2 separate regions of the Zea mays genome follow, and region 1 is linked to region 2. Evidence: chromatin contacts called from public Hi-C data. All regions are on one chromosome and are shown on one strand. Each heading gives the region's core, a stretch centred on a gene start, on an enhancer-like site or on the middle of the called end of the contact. The rest is flanking DNA. Distances are from core to core; before and after follow the strand shown. Region 1 holds the start of LOC103650771. Region 2 holds the start of LOC100276540.

Region 1 (4,787 bases), core at 1,069-3,568, 800 kb after region 2:
AATAGTAGTCATCGTTTTAGAGAATTAGTAGGTTTATATAATTTTTGAGTGATGCATGTGTTTTATATATGTGTTTAGATTCATCATCATTCATTTGAATATAGACATAAAAATCAAGAGCTAAAAGGACAACTATTTTGGAACGTAAGAGTATATTATAACATAAATGCAGACTATAATGGTTAACTAAGATAGGCAACAACCTTCTTTCTGATCGTGTCATTCAACACATATATTTGGCCTCCATCCGTGCCACCAGCACGCAAGGTGGTAGCGCGCGCATCCACGCTGGACCCGTCCATGCTTCAGCAGTGCAAATCCACACCACCACACAGGACACAGTCATGAGCTAGCGCGCACGGCCAATGCACATCTAACAATTAGCAGCGCGCATGTGCGCAACGCAAGAGGCAGGCTACAAGCTAGAGGGACAGGGGAGCAATGTCCTGTCTAATACTTCCCTAATTCTATAGGACATGTTAGTTTTTTAGCTAATTCTCATGTAAATAGTGCAAAAAATGCTTCTAACAGCCTCCCTAATCTAATTTGGTCCCCCTAATTTTGGATCCTGGCTTCGCCCCTGCTGCAAGCAGCACCATGGCAGGCCTGCTGCAGCACGCTAGTACATCAGGCCTGCGAGAACGTCGTCGTGGTACTCACCCCCAAAATGGCCGCTGGTGGCTCTTCCAAACATGCTTTAACTTATAGCCCCTCCTTTGATCCAATCCTGGATCCGCCACTGATGAGCATGCCATAAATTTACATCTTTGGTGTGTTTCACTTCCAGTATACATAAAACATATGGTAAATAGAGAATTGGAATAGACAGCTAAACACATGAATCGGAATTCAGTGCAGTCTTCAAATGGAAGGGGAAATTGATACTATTATGGAGCGAACGGATTGTTGGTGAATGCATATCCACAAACTAACTGTGTTCAGCAGCTAATGGCATTAATTGTGCAAATTACTATCTAGTTATATTATAACAGACAAGCAATAGATGGGCTCATGCTGTCTCTTATAAATGGACAATGTGGCAGGTAACATACTGGAATTGTTAGCTTGGACTATAGACATCAGGTTCGTTTGTCAGAGATCTTGCAAAACACAAATGAGCTTTCCACATGATAGATTTGTTGTAAACTGATCGAGAATTCTACTATTGAGGGGGTGTTTGAATGCATTAGAGTTAATTGTTAGTTGGCTAAAAAATTGCTAGTGGAATTAGCTAGCTAACTATTAGCTAATTGCTAAAAGTAGCTAATAGTTAATCTATTAGCTAGACTGTTTGAATATCTTTAGCTAATTTTAGTAGATAACTATTAGCTCTAGTGCATTCAAACATGATCTTAATCATGACCTTGATCAAGCAGCTTATCATGCATGCCACGAATCATAATATTTTTCTTGCAACCAATACCATTCAGCTTCCTCAAGGAAACTTGTGGTGATTGAGTTTAAAATACGCAGGCAGAGACAAGAGAGATTCTTACTTGCAGAGCTAATCATTTGAGTAGGTGTAATGATACGAGGTATTGGATCCAACGAGGCCTCAATTCCCTTGGCGAGGGAAATTATCACCGGGACACTAATCCTCTCCTTCCAATACTCGCTGATCTCATCAAACACCTCCCTCGTCTCGGTGGACGGCACCCCATTCACGACGATGTCGGCATCCCAGACGGCCTCCTGCAGGTTAGTGACGACCTTGAGAGGGCAGAGCGGCGTCTCGATCATGTTCAGGCAGAAGCCGTCCTTGAGTATCTCGTCGGCATACAGCGTGCGGTCTCCGAGCCGCGCCTCGACGTACTTGAGGTAGGCGCAGCGGCGGATGAGGCGCCTGAGCACGTCCTCCCTGGAGTTGATCACCTCGAACAGGTGCTCCGCGGTGGAGCGGTCCACCGTCCGGCCCGGGCGACGCCAGATCCTTATCTGCACCTTGTCCCGGAAATGGCCGTACGCGTCCTGTAGTAGCGCGGCGAAGACGCTGCCCCACGCGCCGGCGCCGACGCTGACGATCTTGAGAAGGTCCCCCTCCGACTTGCCGAGCAGCCGGCGCAGCTCGTCCAGCCGCTCCTCCGTGGCCGTGCCATTGCCGCCGTGGACCGATCCATTGACGTGCACGCTCCCAACCATTTCCCGAGCTCAGGAGTCAGTGCAGCGGGAACGGTTCAGCTCACAGGCGCGCCCCCCCTCAGCCTCAGGCAGTAAATTAATCGAGCACCTTGAGCGCGAGCGCGAGGTATTCCCACCCTCCCAGAGCGCGATTCCTGCGTCATCGAACGACCCCGCCGCGCGCGAGACCGCTCCGACCGCCGCTCACCAACCGCGGACCTAACGCAACGCCCTCCGATCCTCGCCTCAGAAAACTCCGAGAGCTGGTCATCCACCGCCACCTACAATTCAAGCACAGGACAGGACGGAATCAAGCGCGGCACGGCACCGATGTGTAGCAGGGCCGCAGGGATGAATAAGTAAGGAGATGACGAGCGCCGGCGGTGGCAAAGCAAGCGGCCGCCTTTACGTCGCCACCCACCTCCAGCTCAAGGACCCCGGGGGCGGAGCTGGCCGGCAGCCAGCACTGGAGTGAGAAGGAGGGGCGCGGGGTGGGTGGCGGATGGGGATGAGGATGGACGGACGCAACGGCCCGGCCGGCGCTGTATTGGAAGCAAGTGCCCGATCGGCGTGAATAAAAGTAGATGGGGGCGGGGGCGGCCCGGAGGTGGGTGGAGGCGTTAATGGGCATGGATGGCGCCAACCATGCAGTGCCCGCCATTAATGAGCAAGCGAGCGAGGGCCGGGAGTGCCGTAGTGGAGTGGGGGAGGAGGATGAGAGGGCCGGGACAAGACAAGACAAGCATCTGCTTCAGTGCTTCGCTCGCAGCTTCCCGAACTGGTTATTGACGAAGATGGATTTTTGAGTGATGAAGCGAACTGCTGCGATCGACACCGATGCGCCAGCGACGACGACAGAGATGGGGGATGAGTACTCGATGGGGAGGGATATGGGGGATGCTATCACGAAACAGGCAACAGATCGAGTTGATCGCTGTCTTCGTTGACACTGGCACATACGTGCACATGCAGGACTGGGACAGGCGAGCAACATCCGCAAGTATCGCTGTCCACGATTTTCCGCGAGCCTGTATGGTCGCAACTCGAACGGCCTACTGTTATGCTCAGAGATCAGAAGTGGAAGAAGAATCAGAGATTAGAGAAGAACAGTGAACAGGAGGCAGAAGGCGACGGATGTTATTGCGTATGAGTTTGTTTAAGTTTTGCATGCCTCTTCAGAAACCACAGACTAGGTATTATACCGTCACATGGGCTGGCCCTGAATTACAAGAGACTAGGATTACACAGCCCATTCTGGGCTCATCACACAAACGTTGGTGCGTCGAGTGCGTTTGCCGCCGAGTGCTGCCTGTTCCACTTCCGTCTCTTCCACAGCCTCCTCCTCCACAGAGGTGCTGACAGTCCCCTCTCCTTTGGAAGCGGCTTGTCCCCAAGCCGGCGCGTTCGGAAACGCAGCTTTCAGGGCCTCAGCGTCCTCCCATATCGCTAAGGCGGGATCCCAACCTGACCACACCACTTTGATTTGTGGAATCAGAGCTCCTCCTCGCTGAATAATGCGGTGAGCCAGAACCTGGACAGGCACTTGAAAACTAGGATTAGCATCAGGTAACTGAGGAACCACTGAATGCTGACGGCCGATTGAAGCTTTTAGTTGGGAAACATGAAATATTGGATGTATAGAAGAGGTCTCCGGTAACTGAAGCTTGTACGCCACGGTGCCCACCCGTTGCAGCACTGTGTAAGGGCCGAAGAATCGAAATGCGAGCTTTTGATTCGAGCGAACTGCCACAGATGATTGAATATAGGGTTGAAGTTTGAGGTAAACTAGGGTTGAAGTTTGAGGTAAACCTGATCGCCCACCTGGAATGATCGCTCCGAACGTTTCTTGTCAGCCTGTTTTTTCATGCGGGACTGAGCTCGAGTCAAATGCTGGTGAATCAACTTGGATATGATTTCTCTGTCCGTCAACCACTGTCTGAGGTCCTCCACTGCGACGGACGAGACTGAATCAATACCAAAATGGCGAGCTGCATGACCATATAGAACCTCAAAGGGTGAACGCCCAATTGCCGAATGGTAGTTGGTGTTATACCAAAATTCCGCGACTGACAGCCAGTGACAGCATTTCTTGGGACAAGCATGGACAAAACACCTGAGATAAGTTTCAATACATTGGTTTACTCGCTCAGTTTGACCATCAGACTGGGGATGGTAAGCCGAGCTCATGCAAAGCTGTGTTCTAGTCAATGTAAACAGCTGCTGCCAGAATTGACTTGTGAAGATTCGATCTCGATCCGACACAATACTTGCTGGCATACCGTGAAGCTTATAAATATTGTCCAAGAAAACCTTGGCCACCCCCGCGGCTGTGAATGGATGAGCAAGGGCCAGAAAATGACTATATTTTGAGAAACGGTCGACCACCACTAGAATGCAGTTCCAGGATCCCGATTTCGGTAGGCCTTCTATGAAATCCATAGAAATTGAATGCCAGGCGTGCGGTGGAATGGGTAGAGGAGCAAGCAGACCTGGGTATTTAGCACGATCCGGCTTCGCTTGCTGGCATATGGGACATGACTGCACAAACTGGTGAACTGTCTTCTTCATGCCCTTCCATGAAAATAATTGCTTCACTCGTCGATAAGTGACAGGCACACCCGAGTGACCCCCCAAAGCTGAGTCGTGGAAGGCGGCGATGACCTTTTGTT
Region 2 (5,246 bases), core at 2,551-5,050:
GACCACCTAGGAAGTGATCAATGGGGATTAGCTCTCCCCGGGCAGAAAGGGAATCACGACTCATGGGTAAAGTGTGCGACCTCTGCAGAGGATTAGAAACTGATATATCAGCCGTGCTCACGGTTAAGAGCAGCCTTGGGATCCTCTTTGATTAGAGATACTCCGGATACACCTCAGATGATAACTTTAATGACGATGGTTAATGATGGTGACTTTAATTATGTATTCTAGTATTTCCTCTCCGAGGAGGTACTTTTTGGGATTATAACTTGGGTTTTATGATAAAATCTGGCTTCTACTAACAATAAATACCTGACCACTAAAAGCAACTGCTTGAGCCTAACCCCACATAAAAGCTAGTCCACTTCAGCCAAACGGGGCATTTGCTGAGTACGTTGATGTGTACTCATCCTTGCTTTACCACAAAACACCAGGTTGTCCACATTGCAACCACTGCTCAGGAGAAGACGAGGCCGTGGAAGGAGACTTCCAGGAGTTCCAAGACTACGACGAGTTCTAGGTGTGGGTTGGCGGCGAACCCCCAGTCAGCTGCCTGTGAAGGCCTTATCTTTACTGCGTTTCGCTTAGCACTTTGATTTATCAGTTAAGTTGATGACTATGTGAATGTCTATGACTCTGTGATGTAATAAGTTAATACTCTTTTATGTTATTATTCGAGCACTGTGCGATGATGTTCATTTATGTAATCGCTGTGTACGTGAATTCTGATCCTGGCACGTACATAGTTCGCATTCGGTTTGCCTTCTGAAACCGGGTGTGACAGAGATGCGTAACACCCTACGTCCTAGCGTGAGCTCTTTATGTGGTGGGTTACAAGGAGGTTCTCTAGTATTGGAAACGTAGAGAGCCGGTGTGGGTGGCTAAGTAAATGAGGTAGATGTCTTTGAAGGGGTGTCCCCTAGGCCTTATATACTCGACCGTGGGGCATTACATGTGGATATGATAACAACGTGTGCTTAAGTAATAGTGAACTGACTGAGTCTATCTTCCTATAATTCAGCCGACCCATCCTCGCTCGGTTCCGATGTACGGGGCTCCTACGCGGGAAGGTCGGGTCACTGTTGTGATCACCGCTCGAATTCGTCGGGCCGTCTGGGCTTGCGTCGATCTGATCTTGTGTCGATCCACTTCACTAGGCGTTCTTTCCCAGGCCCACGAAGGGATGATCTCGTGAATTATTGGGCCCACGGGCCTTTCGTGAGGTCTTTTATCCTTCTGGTGGACCCGGGGATATCTGTCCCCCACACATGTGGGCCCGGAGTAGTCACATGGCATTGACATATGGCGACATTAGAAATATAGATGTGGCCAAGAGCGGAGGTTCCAGGCTTGGGGTTGACCGACGAGGACGTCGATCTTCTAGGGGGGTGGATTGTGATATCCTGGCCCAAGACTTAATAGAATTAATAGAGTACTCATACTAACAAGGTGTATCTTATTTTTTTGGAAGCATGTCTTGAAAGAACATTGGGTTAAGCGTGCTTGGCCTAAAGCAATCTTAGGATGGGTGACCAACCAGAAAGTCTTCTTAGGCACACATGAGTGAGGACAAAGGGTGCACAAAAGACTCATGTTGGTGTGTGGGGATGGTCTATGGTCCTAGAGGGTTGCTAGAAGTAAGTACCGTCGGTCCAGAAGTGGATGAGGTGTTACAAATGGCATCATAGTCGACCCTCGCAGTTTCACGGGTGTGTGTGGGCTATGGGTTCGAGTATAAGGCACATGACACATGTGGGCCCAAAGTGGTCACATGGCATGACATATGACGACACTAGACATATAGACGTGGCCAAGAGCGGAGGTTCCTGGCTTAGGATTGATCGACGAGGACGCCAGTCTTCTAAGGGGGGTGGACTGTGATATCCTAGCCCAGTGGATGGTGATATCCTGGCCCAAGGCTTAATAGAATTAATAGAGTACTCATACTAACAAGGTACATCTTATTTTTCGTAAGCATGTCTCGAAAGAACGTCTGGGTTAAGCGTGTTTGGCCTAGAGCAATCTTGGGATGGGTGACCGACCGAAAAGTCTTATCGGGTGTGCATTAGTGAGAAAAAAGTGCGCACAAAATTCTCTGTGTTGATATTTAGAGATGATGTATGGTTCTAGAAGGCTGCCAGGAGTAAATACCGCCGTTGCAGTAGTAGGCGGTGTTGGGGGCCTTCTCCTTCCGAAGGTCCTCAAAAACATAATTAACTATTTGTTTTCAGTATAAGCTATTACAGGAAACCTCGTCTTCAAGATACAAGCTTCTCCCTTATGACGAAGGCACGCAATATGAAGACAGGTCCAAAGAGGATAAGAGTAAAACGCCGAAGTTATCACCAGATGGACAACTTCGGCTCGTAATGAAGATGATGAGTAATGATGATGATCGAAAGAGGAAAAGACTACTTAACCCTTAATAACTTGTATTACGGTCATGTGTAAATGTTGAGGACATAAATGTACTTATGCTCGGGCTGCGTCCCGTGCCTATAAATAGATGAACAGTAACACCGTACTGTTCACGTTGGGTTGTAATCACTCCCGCATTCTCGCCTTCGAGCAAGCCGAAGGTATCAATGTAATATCAATACTAGTGAATATTCATTTATATTTTATGGAACATAAATACAAATAAATTAATGAAGATTCAGTCTTCATCTTTATCCTTTCACATTTCCATTCATATATTAAATAATGAATGCTTGTCTTTCGTGATCTTCGGCTGATGAGTATTATCTCCATGAGGAGATAATGTTTCGGAAGACGAAGATCCTTAATCCTTAACGATTGTGTTGTCTTGTTCTTGATTCATAGCATTTGAGAACGAGTGACCAACAGACGGGTGTTACAACAATTATGTCTTTTCATGCCTGCCACACATGTTCTCTCTTCATAGATGCCTATTCTATCTCCTCTTCTCTGAAGTCCCCCTTTCTACACCTCCTGCCGAAGCCAGTCCTTATCGAAACCGAAGCCTTAGAGCATCTCCAAAAGACTAGCTAAATAGCTTGTCAAGCTAAATTTTAGCTACTTAATAACAAAATAGCTCTCCAACAGGCTAGCCATTTAACTTGACAAGCTATCCGGCTCTCTAAATTGACTTCTTCACTAGCCAAATTTGTCTAGCAAATCTCGCTAGCCAAGCTAACTTATATATTGGAGAGTATGTTGAAATGATATGTTATATTTAGAGTTTAATCTTTATAGAGTGACAAATAAAGAGTCAAATAGAGAGTCAAAAATAAAAAGTCATTTAGAGATGCTCTAATACATTTGGCTCCACGCACCTTTACTCATTTGCATGTTCCGAATCTTTTCAAATAACGTTCAATGGTCAATAATGGATTTTCTTTGGACTGCATTAGCATTCTTGATCTGAAAAACCATCTAAACATTGATTTTGTCATTTTGAGCCCGAGGTCTTGTCTCCAATGCATGGTATGTAGATAATTTAAATAAATTTGAGAGTTCAGGAGTTTAGGTGTCTTTCTAGAGTTTGAGGAGATAAATGATAGAATAGGGAGATATAGGGCCTGTTTGGTTTGTGGCTAAATGTGCCCCACTTTGCCTAAGGTTAGTCGTTTGAATTGAATAACTAACCTTAGGCAGAAAAGTTAGGCAGAGTGTGGCAACTGAGGTAGTGAACCAAACATGAATTCGCTGAAAAAACGAATTGGGGGCACGGGCCACTTTTGGCCTGTTCATGGTTTGCCACGGGCCCGCCATTCTGAATTGGACCGACCCACGCATGCCTCGCTACGTAGAGAAGACTCGGTGACGTGGGCCCACCCATCCACCACACCACTCGAGCGCGCGCGCGGCCCACCGCTCCGCCGCTGCCCGCCCGCCGCCATGCGAGGGATCCTCTCCTCTTCCTCCGCTCTCCTCCGGCGAGCCGGCGCCCAGCTCTCGCGCACGGACTGCAGTAGCCCCTCAGCGTCCGCGACCTCTCCTCTCCGCCGCTCCCCTCTTCAGGTATGATGACCGCGTATCTCGCTGCCGCTCCCTCGATCGCGGGCTCGTGGCTTGTTGCCGTGTGCTAGGGACTGTAACTTCCTTTTGCAATAGAGGATTTTCAGTCGGACTGGTAAGTCCTCTTTGCTAGTTAATGTTGTTAAACTGCCCTTGACCTTTGTTGGGTTAGATTGGCTGAAACAGCTGATATCTGCAACGGTTTGACCATGAGCGTACAAGTTCTGCTTTGCTGGCTCCTGCTCATGTGCACAAGCTACTAAAACATAGAAGAGTGAGATTCGGAGAAATATGCATTATGGGCTGTAATGCTGTACAATAGTGCTATTCCCACGTCAGCCTTTTCCCACTAGGGGAGAACTGTGGCTTTTGGTTTCAAATGGTGTATGTGCTGCTTTACTGTTTCGTTCTCACTGGCTTTAATACCTTCATAAGTGAAGTATCGAGTTCACAATGCCTACTTGCTCATATTTCAAGAGATCTGCGCAAATTGCTGATAATCTTTCTTCCCTGTGATGTCATTTGCTAGAATGGGAAAAGAGACACATTTTGTTCGCTTTGGTTCAAAGGTCGTTCGGTATCAACCACAGGTATAACCATTTACCCAATAGGTATACTTTTTTTGCTACTCTTTTTACTGTCAGTGTTCTGCAATAGAAAATTCCAACTTTAAAAACTCGGCCGGGGACCGCCTTCCCGGTATTATATTAAGAAGAGACCGAAAACAATGGTCCCGGCCGAGAAAATCTCCGAACTCAGGCCCCCCATCACTAACAGGCCGGCGTCAACTGTCCACTCTGCAACGGCCCAACCGGAGGATGGCGCACAAGACATCGTAACCCGAGAGCGGATGGGGCACAGCGAGGGGATTTTTTTAACCAAGCCTGAAAATTCGCTCCCGAGGGGAATCGAACCCAGGACTTGGAGGTGCTACTCGGAAGTCCTTAACCACTAGGCTAGAGGCCCTTTCGCAAATTCCAACTTTAATGTTCCTGCAAGAACTAACTTTTGAAGTAGTTCCCAAAGTTATACAGTTGTTATTCTTGGCATTCTGTATTCACGCTACCTTATGAGTTGCTATGTTACTCAGGAATCTGTACAAATTTCCAGTTGATATGCAGTTAGACTATGAGAGTGATCCCCCTCTTGACGATACAAAAGCTATTGAGAAGGAGTCATCACTTAATGTTGCTGTTTCTCAACTCGCAATTGACTTCGATAGAGACTCTAATTTATGTTTGGAGCGATTTTCCCGTGCAAGGAAA

The links. Hi-C and Micro-C count contacts between places; a contact is called where the count stands out from the background.
Region 1: a contact with region 2 is called in a Hi-C map of ear, with 2.4 times the contacts expected there. The contact joins the promoter of LOC103650771 here to the promoter of LOC100276540 in region 2. A contact is called at or near these places in 2 of 25 Hi-C or Micro-C datasets (ear and leaf).

The regions. Positions count from the first base shown.
Region 1 is chr3:154,617,460-154,622,246 of Zm-B73-REFERENCE-NAM-5.0, forward strand. It overlaps LOC103650771, which reads left to right and starts at 2,319. Exons shown (of 1, transcript XM_008676344.4): 1 at 2,319-4,787. LOC100273469 (Glycerol-3-phosphate dehydrogenase [NAD(+)] GPDHC1 cytosolic) reads right to left here and starts at 2,643. Exons shown (of 6, transcript NM_001147906.1): 1 at 2,540-2,643; 2 at 1,497-2,399. The coding sequence starts at 2,139.
Region 2 is chr3:153,813,505-153,818,750 of Zm-B73-REFERENCE-NAM-5.0, forward strand. It overlaps LOC100276540, which reads left to right and starts at 3,801. Exons shown (of 8, transcript NM_001371573.1): 1 at 3,801-3,984; 2 at 4,511-4,571; 3 at 5,092-5,246. The coding sequence starts at 3,862.